Linked DNA regions of Mus musculus: region 1 is linked to region 2. The links are chromatin contacts, called in public Hi-C maps. All regions are on one chromosome and are shown on one strand. Each heading gives the region's core, a stretch centred on a gene start, on an enhancer-like site or on the middle of the called end of the contact. The rest is flanking DNA. Distances are from core to core; before and after follow the strand shown. Region 1 overlaps Gm32543 (a long non-coding RNA gene). Region 2 overlaps Gm20125 (predicted gene, 20125).

Region 1 (6,486 bases), core at 1,753-4,252, 490 kb before region 2:
ATCTATTCATTTGGGGACCAAGAGCAAGATTACTGGTGACTCTGACCATGTGGCACAGCGTTGAGGTCTCTTGCCCTAACATGGGAGAGGTGGAGGTCTCTGCTTTCATAATGTAGCTTTGGTTGGCCCATCTTTCCTGCCAAAGGTAATGCGAGCTGGAATTGGTCACAGAGGCCCTGGCAGCTGGCTTAACCTGTTTATATAAAGATGGAACATAGCCACTGATTAAGAGAGCCACCTCCTCCCGGTTGGTTTTGGAGTACAGCCCAGAATTTTCCATGGAGAGGGCTTTTAAAAGTTGGGTCAGCATCTCAATGAAGATAAGGACTCACAAGGAAGTCCTTGTGGGCCTCTTTGTCTGCAGAATCCCAATAGTTCAGTGAGGATCAGAGGAGATACAGTTGACCAATGAAATCCTTCTGTTAGTTCTATCTCCATGAAGGATTCCTCCTTCTGGAGTGGTCTTCACAGACAGTGGGTTCAATAGGTTAGTTCGAGCCAGGCTTAGCAGGTAGCAACCTCCTAAGCTCTGAGACCCCTCAAGGCGTGGATTGCCAACGATCAGACTGATTTAGTGTCTGAGCATTTTACATGGAGACTATATTTAAAATATAAATGAGATGTTTGAACAAGGAGAGACTATTACTACTGGGTTTAAGTTGGGAAAAAAGCATTGAAGGAGAACTAAAAAGGGGTGGGCAGGAAGATGGACTAGGGAATTAGGACTCAATGGAAGAATGCCATTCCGAATCAGGGGAGAAAAGAAAACGCCTCCCTGGTCCCATACATGCCTCCGCTTCATTGCTCATGATGTATGTATGGTTGAAGGAATGACATTCTTATAAATCTCAGAAAGGTAATTACAGGTGGTGCAGAGATGCAAAAAAAAATCCCTGGGCACTAAACTGGAACTATATCCCATAGTTTCATTTACTTACCAAGCCCAGACTATTCCCCTATGAAATTGTTTGTCTGTGAAGCAACTTCTTGACTTGTCTTGAAGTAAGGTGTGTAGTAACACCAAACACTGCTTGAACTGAGTCGTGAGTACCGTGGTGTGTAGAACTTAACGTGGTGGCTGGATGGTGTTCCCGCCTCAACTTGTAACTTCCAGAAAAAGAAGACACCTCACTTTTACAAGAAGGCAAAAATTCCCTTTGCATAAATGATTATTATATAAATAAACCTTAATAAGAGCTACAGTCTTTTTCTTCCTTCTTTTTTTTCTCCACAAAGCACAAAGAATTATTGTGTGATTTATGTGAAAAGGTTACATAACTGTACTCTGTTACTTTAAATAGTGTTTTTTATTTAAACTGCCAACTTCTTCATCATGAGCAGAGGAAAAAAAATGCATATTTGCTAAGCACAGAGGTAATTTTCAAGAACTGTAATTAGCTCATGATAACTCTGTCTTTTGTGATGTCTTTGAGTGGGGCACCTGTGATGTGTCACCTCAGTGAGAGAGGAAGGAAAGTAGACATCACATAGGGACATAGGAGAATGTCATGTGTGCTGAAGTAACACATCTTGCAACGTCATTTGAGTCTCTCCCTTTCAGCAAGCACTATTTTTCTTCATTTACCCTATCTCTATTGCTCAAATGACCTTTTATTACCAACATATTAAGTGATCGACTTAAAAGCCAAACCAAATACATGATAAAAAATTATGGTTTAAAGAAGAAGAAAAAAGTAGGCAAAGGCCAGAGGGCTAAGTCCCCATGTTTTAAAACTGAACAACAGGCCAGAATGTCAGTAAGGGAGAGAAAAGAAAGAAAACATTTGTGAAAGACTGCTAATTAATTTATTTCAGTGAAATTGACCTCTAAGAAAAATCTCTAATTCCTTGAAGAAGTCTCCCTTTGGTGGAAACCAGAGTGAACGTGCACCAAGGGTATGTGTCTTTTATGCCACCAGACATTCCTGTGCCTCAGTGAGACACTGGGGGAGGGCATCTGGGGGATGGGTCACAAAAGTCCCATCCCCACTACCCATAAGGAATATCTCTATTGAAAATTTTAGAGTGTTTCCTTGCTAGGAAAATAATATGCTGTAAATATTCCCCGGAAGCCAGAGCTATGCCACATCCTGGGATCTCAAGGACTGCCTCTCTCTGAAAAGTCAGCCCCACCTATGAGACTGAGAAAATCCTGAGATTGCAGGGCTTGTTTTGCACACCAGGCTGGAACAACACTACCACAAACAGCACAATATAAATCACCTGAAGCCAAGGAATTGCAGTGTAGAAATGACTTGGGCTGGGCGTGTTCTCTCCGGAGCTGTGAGAACCATATCACCTGTTTGGTCACCAAGCTGGTTGCCCAGGTGGCAGCTTGGCAAGCTGTAGGAACAACAATCCCCTCCCCGAAATGGGCTGGGAACTGCACAGGCGTGATCACTCTCAGACATGACTGGCCCTTTTCAGTTCAAATGTTAGCTTTTTCAATTGCAATAGCAATGAGAAACAACTGGTATGAGACTAAAACCACATAAATACATCCACGGTCCAGACATCAGGTACTCACTCCTGGCATCGCTGCACAGGGGGAAGACAATTGATTTTTTTTTTTAAGAGTACCTTGCAACTGGCAGAGAGAAATGAGACAATAGCTAGCTGTTTCAGTGTTATGGACAGCCACGTCAATCAATACACTTTGCGGGTAGAATTCAATCGAGAGTTTGATTGCTGTATCTTTAAAGTAATGTGGGACTATGGTTACTCTCCCAGGCAAAGTCTTCCTTCGGGTGTCTAGGATCTCATTAAATCTTGTTGTCTGGAAGGTGTCACATGCCCTGTTTAACAGATCAAATAAGAGAAGAGCAGAAGTTAATTTTCTAGCCGGGAAGGAGGAAGTCAATTAAAAGCATACATTTAAGGAATGATCAATTTCCTTTACAGAGGACAAAGGAAGTGTTTTGAAATGTGTATTTAAACTAAGGAGTACATATCAAAGAGGAAAGAAAGGCTGACCAGGAAAAAGGGGAGTACCCCAAGTGAGCAGCCACAGCCTAGCCCAGCAACAGCTGCAACCTTGTCCAAGTTCCCAGCCACCTTGCCTGACACCAGCACTGGCTGGGGGACTCTTATTAAACAGGACATACTTTCTCAGAGACTTGAAGGCTATCTTAGGCTTCCAGCAAGCACTGGTGAGTAATGTTAAGTTTCTCCATGTGCTTTACATGAATATCAGGCTAAAATTAACACCGCTTGTAGACAGAAGGTTGCCAAGAGCACACTCACATCCATTATACCCCGGAAAAAAACTTTCTCTTTAAACCTAGAGGGGAAATGGAGAGAAAAAGCCCTCCCAGCAAACCGTGTGCCTGGTTTGATGTAAGCTAGGGTCACGTGGAGAGATGCCTCTTTATTTCTGTCCTTTCTACTGGCTGCATTTAGACTTTAAAAAATTAGTCTCTCTTTATGGTTTTTTTTTTTTCTTTTTTTACTTTTTTTTACTTTTCTTTTTAAAAAATCACCTGCTGTAGAAATCCTAGTATTTGGTATTTTTAGATGCTGGGGCCAGAGCAAGTGTAACAATGGAGACCATTTTTCCCCCTTATGAGCAATTCTTTTTTGCTTTTTTTCAGGGCATGATAAAGTATGAGTACTAAAAAAGTCAAGACATCCCATGTTAACTCCTTAAGGCCAGTAGCCCAAAACCCTAGTAAGATGTAGGACGCTAGCCCTAGCACAGCAGAGGCATTTAGGAAAATAAGTGTTCCTCAAAGCAACTCCCCCCTCCAAGTTCTACAAACTTTACAATTAGACACATTTATTTCTTCATCTGTTGTCATTTAGTTGCAACCTTGAAAGGGAAGCAAGACTGCTACTTTCTGCTTTGATTCCTTTGTTCCTCTCCCTGACATTTCTAAACCCAGTGTTCTGTGCACTGTTTAGTTTCTTAAGAATTTTTCTCCTTTAGAGAGAGGAAGTGTGTGTTCTACAGGAGGACAGAACCTCCTGTCTTTTCAATTGCACTTAAAAGAAAACTCAGTCCAAAGCTCTCAGAATAAATCACCTATGAAAGAGGGGGGAGGATAACTGGAGGGGAAGAATGGAAAAACACTCGGAGCTGTGTCAACATTTTAACTTTCAAATGAATGCAGGCGACCCCTTACTGCGGTCCAGCCACCATTTGTGAACTATACTGGGTGCACACAAATAATACTTTCCTTCATCCTTCCCACACCAATGAAGAGGGGCTGACCTTTAAACTTCCCTTACTAAGAACTCACTTTCTTCCTCAAAATTCATTATTCATCTATCTATCTATCTATCTATCTATCTATCTATCTATCCATCTATCCATCCACTCACTCATTCATCCATCCATCCATCCATCCATCCACTCATCCATCTATCCATCCATCCATTCACTCGCTCATTCATCCATCCATCTATTCACCCATTCTTTCATCCATCCATTCACTCATTCATTCACTGACATAGCCTTAGGGAATACCTGCTATGTGCCATTGACTAGACAAAGCTAATGGAACCCAGAGGTGAATTCAAGGTAGATCTAGAATAAACTTCCCAAAGCTGAAAGTCTAAATTTTTTTTGAAGAAAAAAAAAAAAAAACAGTCTTTAAAACAAACAATTACACAAACAGATGTAAGATCACAGATCTGATAAATGGCCATCAAGAATAGTACCTGCTGCTATGGATTAACACAAGAGATGGAACAAATCCACCTTCAAGGTAAGTAAGAAATTGGAAGGTTGATGCGAGTTAGTTCACTGAAGAAAGAAACAAGGAAACGTCTGCATCAAACAATATGCTTTAAGAGTAGAGGTGAGACAGGATGTGGGAATCATGGAAAGAGGGCCAGTATGGCTGGAGACAGGAGGTCAAGGGTCGGCTAGTAACGACTGTAGGGGAGAGGAGCCAGGAAAATGAGCTTAAAGGTTGAAGTAGAATTTCTGTTTTTCTCTTTAAATAAAAACTATTGATGATGATGATGATGATCACAATGACTTGGAGGAAGACATTCATGTCTGATACTGTAAATATGACCCAGAACCCATGGTTGGGTGTTCATAGGCTCTAGTGGTGAACTCACTATTATTTTACTAAATCCACCCAGTTTCAAACTGCCCTCTAAATTCATATCTTTACACGTAGAAAAATGCCACTCACAGACCTCATCATAGAAGTTTCTAGGTGTGGCAGATGGTGCGTAATGTAGAAATTTGTAACTTCTAAATTATAGAGAATGATTTCTGTGGCATGCTCAGCTACAAATGAGCCATCTAGACCATGCCCCCTCCCCAAGGCTCAAGAACCATCTTAAAAGAGGGTCAGAAAGATTGTAAGAGCCAGAGGTCAGGGAGGGCTGGAGCTAAACCATTTTTTTCTGGACCTGCCATGGCCACTGCACTCCTGAAATCACAGCAGCTGTGCATAGGATCAAACTTGTCAAAAGACATTTAAGAGTTTTATGTAGTATAGGGTAGCTGCGAGGAAGAGGATAGAAGTCAGAGGAAAGTCTTTCCTTTTTTCAGTATGGTTTCTTAAAAGATTATTTTGAGACTTTCACGTATGCATTGTGTATTAACATCATTCCTCCTACCCATCCCTGATTATAGAAAGTTGGCAGACAACAGTGAAAGAGAAATACATGCTCCCTTGACTCCATCATGGCCTTTCTCCACTGCCCTGAGTTCACCATAGTATCTCTGACATCCTTCCTTTTTGCCTCATGATCTCTGCTTCTCCTACTCCACGGCTCAGGGTGCTTGTGTCCTCCTCACCCCAAGGACTTGCTCCTGAGTTAAAATTCCATTCTGCTGGTTCCCTTTCTTCTTAGACCATGGCTGTAAAACCTCACTCCCAGCACAGAGAACTAGGCAAATATTCTTATGAGGTGAGGCCAGCACAGTCCTAGAATAACACAAATTAGCTGATACCTGGCACTAAGACTATGTGGGACTCTTTGGAAGGCTGAGTGTGGGGCCTTGTACCCTATGGTACATTGTTTCTATGGGGAAGGCTATTTTTAACAAGCACTTTAATGTCTTTAAGGCATTTATGAGCCAAATATATATTTTTAGGGACTTTGTGTAAGTCCATTTGTACTTTATACATTAGTGATGTATGCCATCATGTTGTTGGATGAGTGAAGAGCTGACCAAAATTAGCCCCCAAAATAATTGTTTTTCTTCAGATTCTGGCTAGTTAGAAACAGTGATTGAAAGATTGGGATTGCAAGTGTTGCTGAACTAGCCCAGTCTTTTTTTTGTTTTTCCCCTGCTGTTGTTTGTTTTATGACTTGAACTCAATTTCAGCATTTAATAGAATTTTAACATTTGTTGTTAAGAAGTAAAGTGTCCTTATATATCCTAGGCTGGCCCTGAACCAGAAATTTTCCTGAGTGCTGGGATTTCAGGTGTGAGCCACCAGGCTTGGTACAGAATGAAAAATATTAAGTCATTGTGAACTATTAATCCTTTAACGGTTCACTACTGACTACCTACCTCTG
Region 2 (6,674 bases), core at 3,039-5,538:
CATTTGAGTGCATCCTGACCTTTGAGTCATGGCTTTATTTTCTCAGAGTCAAACACTATTTTGTCTAATATCTCACCCTTAAGGAAACTGCCTTAAAGGGGTTCTTGGAATAGATGCCCTTTCATGTCTAAAAGGCAGGGTTGTTGGGGTCACAGGCTAGGTACAAAGTAGGAGGGATAGAGGACACAATCTTTGAAACTATGGGAACTGAGTTGAAGAAATTTTCTTCCCCACATTTGTGAGTATGGGTAGAAGAAACTCATGAAAGGGAGAAATGAGTGTTATCTGTTGTGCAGAACTTTGCACTTTTCACAAGTTTATTCATTTATTTTAATTTTTCCAGAAGGAGATATAAGAGAGAAACTGTGAAAGCTCTAAAGTCAGTTGTTCCTCATCACTCACCATATCAATAGAGCTGTGTGTGCTTTAGCCAGGGCACATCTACTTTTCCTGAACCATTAGTCATTTTTCAGAATTTCTGATAACTTTCTGTTCTCTGAAACACAAGTAGTATCTTTCATCACATGACAGAAAGCATGTCAGTGGTTTGGTTTGTGGTTGAGTATTTGGCTTCTACGATTATCTTGAAATTCAGTTTTACAAAGTTCAGAGCTGAATGGCAACCAAAGAACACAAGCTCGTCACGTTTGTACTTTCTGTGTTTCTCCTGGCATCGTTTTTTTTTTTTTTTTTTTTTTTTTGGATCCTGAGGGATAGCAACTGGAACCAGACCTAGAGCACTCAGGCTTAGCTAAAAACTGCAGGTTCTTGCAGTTAGCTGTGTTGTTTCAGAGTGCTCCGACTTTCATCAACTGATTTGCATGAGGAATTAGCTTCATGTGGTTGCAGACTTGATATTCTTCCGCGTGTGCCTGCTTCACTCCCATAAGAGTGTTCCTCCACTTGTGTGCCTGCTTCACTCCCATAAGAGTGTTCCTCCACTTGAAACGTGGGATCAGCTGCATCTCTCTGGCCCGCTATCGAACCCTGACAACATAATGGGCTTATTCTGTAGTTAATTCACAATGTCTGGTTTGTCTCCAGCAGTTTACCAGATGGATCTCTAGGCATTCTCCTCTCAACGTCTTTATTAAATATTTATAGGGCCAGATTGCAAATGGTCCTAGCTTTGCCCCTGGAGGTATGTAGAGGGATCTCTGGACCAAAAAGGATGATGTTGGCCAGTTGACGGGAGGGAGACAAAACATTTTCTTCAAAAATTTGCAAGAAACTCACTGAATCACTGCCTTACTCATGGGAGTGAGGTCATAGGCATACTGGCAGCTTTCCTCATTGTAAACAGGATGTTACCTTGCAAACAGGAAGCTGTTAACACGAGATGATAAACATGTCTGTTATCATCATAAGTAAACCTGAGCATTTGGTGGCCAGTTTCTTACTCCATGAGGAATGAGTACTAGTGAGTTTTGCTTAAGTAATAAATCACTGTATAAGAAGATTTGTCAGAAGAAAATGGTGGGAAGCTCTTGAAAAGCAAATCTGGGAATCAACTAGTCAAAATACTACTCAAGGGCCATGGAGACGAGGGCACTCAAATAAAATGCCCAAATTATTCACCTGTCTACTAAGTTGAAGTGTGAAGAACTTGAGAAGTTGCTAGGAAGGCTCACTTAGACTCAGAAGAGCCCTGATGTCATCAGAGATGGGCAACCCCTGAAGAGGTCTTTAGTTATAAGTAATAAGGATGCTCTTTGGCCTGTGGTCCTGGAAAGGAGATTTGCATCCCACGATCGGATGGATGTAATGCTTCTGCAGTAGATGAGGAGACCCCAACACACCCTGCAATTGAGCTGGATAGCCTTAGCTGTTCATGTTTTTTTTTTTTTTTTGTCTTTGGGCAGTCCCCTTTGAAACTGTCCCAAAGATGTGAATCCTCATCCAGGAAAATTTTATTGTGCCAGTTTATAACCACATTCTTAGCATTAGCACCACAAGATAAATTATAAACCCTAGCCTTTCAAGGTATTTATTTCAGTGGTTCCAGGAAATCTTTCAAAAATTCTTATTTAACATTTTAAATGATTGTACTAATTTGGCAGCGCATGAAAACACAGAGTGGCCCTTTCATTTGGGTAATTCCCTGAATTAAGCCAAGTTATGACACCAAATGCACTCTGTGGAAAAGAATGTTTATTCTTGCAAATGCTGAACTTGATGCTCCCACTTGAGCCAAGAAAATTCCAAGCTGTTCTTCGGTACCACGAAGAATCTCTGTTTCTAGTTCTGTTGAAGTAATTGCTTTTCACCAGTCTTCTGAGGGAACCATATTAAGAAATGTAGAAATGTTAGGAAAGAAATAGATGCTTGATTTGGCCTTGTGTTTGAGAGAGTCATGATGGTGCCAGAGAGGAGTAGAATTATAAAAGAACAACTTAAGAGAGGTTCCTTAGAAAACTGGGTATGATGTGGCCAAAGGCAAATACATAGGTCAGGACAGACTGTGACTAGAGAAGGCTATAGTCCCAGTTTTCTTTCAGGCCTTTGTTTAAAAAAAAAATACACACTAGGGAATTTTCTAATAGATGCTATTCCTTTTTATATCCAAAATTATAAAACTGTTGGAAAAATGATAACTGTAGATGCTCAAGGAGAATAAGACCAGGATGCATTGATGCTCTCAAGAGAGCTAAGTTTTGTGATTAACAGAAGGTAGAAATAATTAGTGGTTGCTGTTAATGATGTATAATGATCTCTGGAAATATTCGTCTATTTTGGATATGGTAGCTATATCTTAGCACTAGTGTATTGTGGGTAACAAACAGGTATTAACTTTGGCTCCTACTGCAGAAATGACTCAAGCAGTTGAATGTATAGGATCAAGCATCTCATTCAAACTCACAAAGAGAAAATGCTATGCTTCAGGGAAAGGTGGCCAGGTACCATATCTTTGTTGACAACACATATTTCAAAGGTAAAAATCTAAGGTCCTTCCAAGTGTATGTGTAGGATTTCAGAGTTTCTTCACTTTAGGTGCTATAAAGAAAGGTAAATGTTTTACATACGAAATGTGCTACCTGTTGCCTTCAACACACATCTGCCATAGTTAACACATATATGAATGTGACCCAACACTTTTATAGAGGACTATTTCCTGTCACAATAACAAAAAGTTAGACAAGACCAGCACTGTGTAATGTCAACACCATTTGCTCTTCCTGCATGAACTCTGAGAACTCCTACTTAGAGTTATTGACCAGAATAAGTAGCTAGTTGGATAACCCAGGTTCAATAGTTTTGTGGCGTGTTGAGGCTGTGCCTTGTTTGGATTAATTTTGCTAATCTGTCATCACATAGTAACTGAAGCTGTGCATCATGGTGTTTTCTATAATGTTATGTAAAATCTCGGATGTGGAAGAAGCAGAGATTTTCCCATCTGCCCACATTTGAGATGTGTGGGAGCAAATGCCAAGACGTATATATCTATTAGAGGATTAAAAAAAAGTAACAAAACATGTGGTCATATTGTTAAATGTATTCTGGGGCTATGGTATTTTTTTTTACAAGCGTAGCCTTATCATTGAGCAAACCTTTGGATCTGATTTTTGAAGCAGAGATGAAGTTTTCTGTTACATAGGAAGAAAACCACTGTGGGAAGTCAACTTTATTGTCCACAAAATCAAAGCAATAAAATTCAAAAAGTGTTTTCTTTTCTTGAGTTGTTAAAATTCATAACTTCCAAAAACAGCACATTTTTTATTTTTCTCCTCTCAGAGTTCACCAAGTAAGACAGACTGTGCTGGGCCATTACTGTTCTCATCAGTTTAGATTTATATGATGCATACACCCAAGTGAACATCTGGACAGTTAGTGAATACATTTCATTTGAAGGTCCTTGTAGCATGTCTTTTTTTCCCCTGTATATAGAACACCCCTTTGGAAAACAACATAAATAGGAAGATAACATTCAGCTCAAGAGAAATATTTTTAAAAGTAAGAATTACTAGAAACAGGATTATTGAGAAATTTTATTACACACAATAAAGGTATAAGCAGGATCATAAAGCACCCTAAGGATATAAAATGTGCTGACAATTTGGGCTTTATCTTGCATCCAGGAAGACAGTGAACTTGAACTCATTTGTGACTTCCAAGGCAACTAGCTGTAACCACAGTGTCTAGTGCCTCTCAGGCCCCAGAGGATATTTTTCAGCCTGGATAAGTATTTCATAGAGACATTTAAGCCAGGCGCTTTATGTAGTAGGATTGGTGATTCAGTGTATGGCATTTAACAGTGTGAGTCAGAATTAAATGGATGTCTCACTATTATAGTTGTGGAGCTAATGGAAGGGCCACCTCTCAGATGAGTCATTGAACACAGATCCTGCTCTGGGCCACTTACTAAAGCTTGTGCAATCATTTTCCCAACAGCGAAGATGATAACCTTGATGTTCTGCCCTTTGCAAGTTCAGATGATCAAGCTGCTCATCTCTGTGTTCCCCAAAATAGATCTGAGCTTCAAAACCACCCTTTGTCATCATTCATTATTCCTTCTTCCTTCCATGCTACGTCTTTATTCATTGCATGTAAAGATGCAATTACAGTGTTTTAACTCTTAATGCACTCGGGCATGAGTAAACTGCCCTTGGATTTATAACCCCACTTTGCTCCAAAAATATTTGAGGAAGCTTATAAAAGACACATGCCTGCTACAACTATCAAAGCAAGGACAAATGAATGTGATTATAAGCTATGTTAGGTCGAGAATGAATTTAGAGGCTAAAGATAGCTTCGGAAACTGAGCCTCTCTGAACTTCCTGATGTATCCTTTGGCTTGCTTTTTAAAGGTCAGTGTGTTATTTAGCATTTTTCATGTAGAATAAAAGCTAATGAAGGAAGCTAGCACCATTATTGAACATAGTTTATCAACCAGATTGAAAGTTTATTATTTTTATTGTTATTATTACCATTATTATAATTATTTGGCAGTTAATCAGAGTGGCATATGAGAGCTGATAAACAAGATAAGCCATCAAAGGACAGAAAACCAAACATTTGTCCTCGTTTTTAACTAGGTCACTGGTCAGCAGGGTGAAATGAATTATGTATTTCATGGGGTCTTACTGGGAAAACATAAGAGAACGGATGTTAATAGAATCTTAGTATTACTACGAGTATGGAAAAAATGTAGCTATTAGTACATGTATGGCCTGATATTTCTCTGAGGAATTGTAAAATATAGGTGGGAAGTAAGGTTTTAGCAGGCTACTCCATGTCCATCCCAAGTCGGCAATCTCAAAGTTGAACTCAATAGCAAAAGGGTACCTGAGGCCCTGATGTGTCTCTATCTCTGTCTATCTCTATCTCTCTTCTTTTTCTCCATGTCTAATTTATCTATCATCTATTATCTATCTATCTATCTATCTATCTATCTATCTATCTATCTATCTATCTATCTATGTATCATTAGGACTGATCTCTTCTTAACTTCTCAATTCCTTAAAAATTAATAGAAGAAGAAGAAAAGGAAAGAAGAAGAGCCGGGCATGGTGGCGCACGCCTTTAATCCCAGCACTCGGGAGGCAGGCAGATTTCTGAGTTTGAGGCCAGCCTGCTCTACAAAGTGAGTTCCAGGACAGCCAGGACTATAGAGAGAAACCCTGTCTCAAAAAAAAAAAAAAAAAAAAAAAAAAAAGTAGGGCTGGAGGTGTAACTCAGTTATAGAGTTCTTGCCTAAAGTGCACAAAGACTAGGTTCATAAAACTGGGCATGGTAGCATGTGCCTGGAATCTCAGCACTTTGGAGAAGTTGAGAGTAAGAGCTTATCATTGGCTACATAGTGAGTTTGAAGCAAGCTGGTTATATGAAAAGCTATCATGAACAGAAAGAAGGAAAGCAAGGAAGGAAGGAAGGAAAGAAGGGAAGGAGGGAGGGAGGGAGGGAGGGAGGGAGAGAGAGAGAGAGAGAGGAAGAAGAAGAAGAAGAAGAAGAAGAAGAAGAAGAAGAAGAAGAAGAAGAAGAAGAAGAAGAAGAAGAAGAAATGAAAAAGAAGTAAAGGAAGCACGGAGTAAGTTTAGAAACTGAGAAGAAAGGGGTAAGAATTATTGCCTAACTTTATAGCCGCATATATACTATTGGGAACTAAACATAGGACCTTAATCTTGGGCCCTTTAAAATTGATTTTATTATTTGACAGTTTCATACCTCTATATAATGTATTCTGCTGCTGTTTCCCCGACACCTCTTAACTTCTTTCCACCTCGCACCCATGCACATCCAGCTTCACCTCTATCAGTCACTTTCCCAGAGTGATGGTCGTGGTGTTATTTTGTGAGTCATTTTAGTTTAACCAGGGCCATCTGTGTGCCCATTAGATTGGAACTACCCGCTGGGGTTTAGTTGTGTCATTAGTGCACATGCGAAGGAAGACAGTGATTCCTCTCCTCTGTAAATCGTTCAGTAGCAAGTAGCTCTGGATTTAGGGGTATGGTCCCCTGGTCCCCTCCTGTGTCCATGTATGATTGCTAATACTCTCATTCTTATAAGTGCAATTATCAGTAGCTACTGTGCATTCCTGATTGTAATGGCTGTGTTCTGCAAGCAAATGTCATTTCATTTTCTTTTTTTTTCATTTTTTATTAGATATTTTATTTATTTACATTTCAAATGCTATCGCCTTTCCTAATTTCTCCTCGAAAGCCCCCTGTCCCCTCCCA

The links. A called contact is a pair of places that touch in the nucleus more often than the background predicts.
Region 1: a contact with region 2 is called in a Hi-C map of myocytes, with 1.5 times the contacts expected there. The contact joins two enhancer-like sites. A contact is called at or near these places in 1 of 484 Hi-C or Micro-C datasets (myocytes) and 1 of 9 other capture datasets (embryonic stem cells).

What each region holds. Positions count from the first base shown.
Region 1 is chr10:17,524,902-17,531,387 of GRCm38.p6, reverse strand. All of the region lies in intron 3 of Gm32543 (a long non-coding RNA gene), which reads left to right. Among named protein-coding and RNA genes, the nearest start is that of Gm32656, 130 kb to the left of the region's middle. Within about 2 kb of position 3,002, at least 39 of the 459 cell types and tissues checked have an H3K27ac peak or open chromatin away from gene starts, as enhancers often do. A contact at or near this core is called in myocytes, where this site is marked.
Region 2 is chr10:17,032,740-17,039,413 of GRCm38.p6, reverse strand. All of the region lies in intron 1 of Gm20125 (predicted gene, 20125), which reads left to right. Among named protein-coding and RNA genes, the nearest start is that of Gm20125, 60 kb to the left of the region's middle. Within about 2 kb of position 4,288, at least 51 of the 459 cell types and tissues checked have an H3K27ac peak or open chromatin away from gene starts, as enhancers often do. A contact at or near this core is called in myocytes, where this site is marked.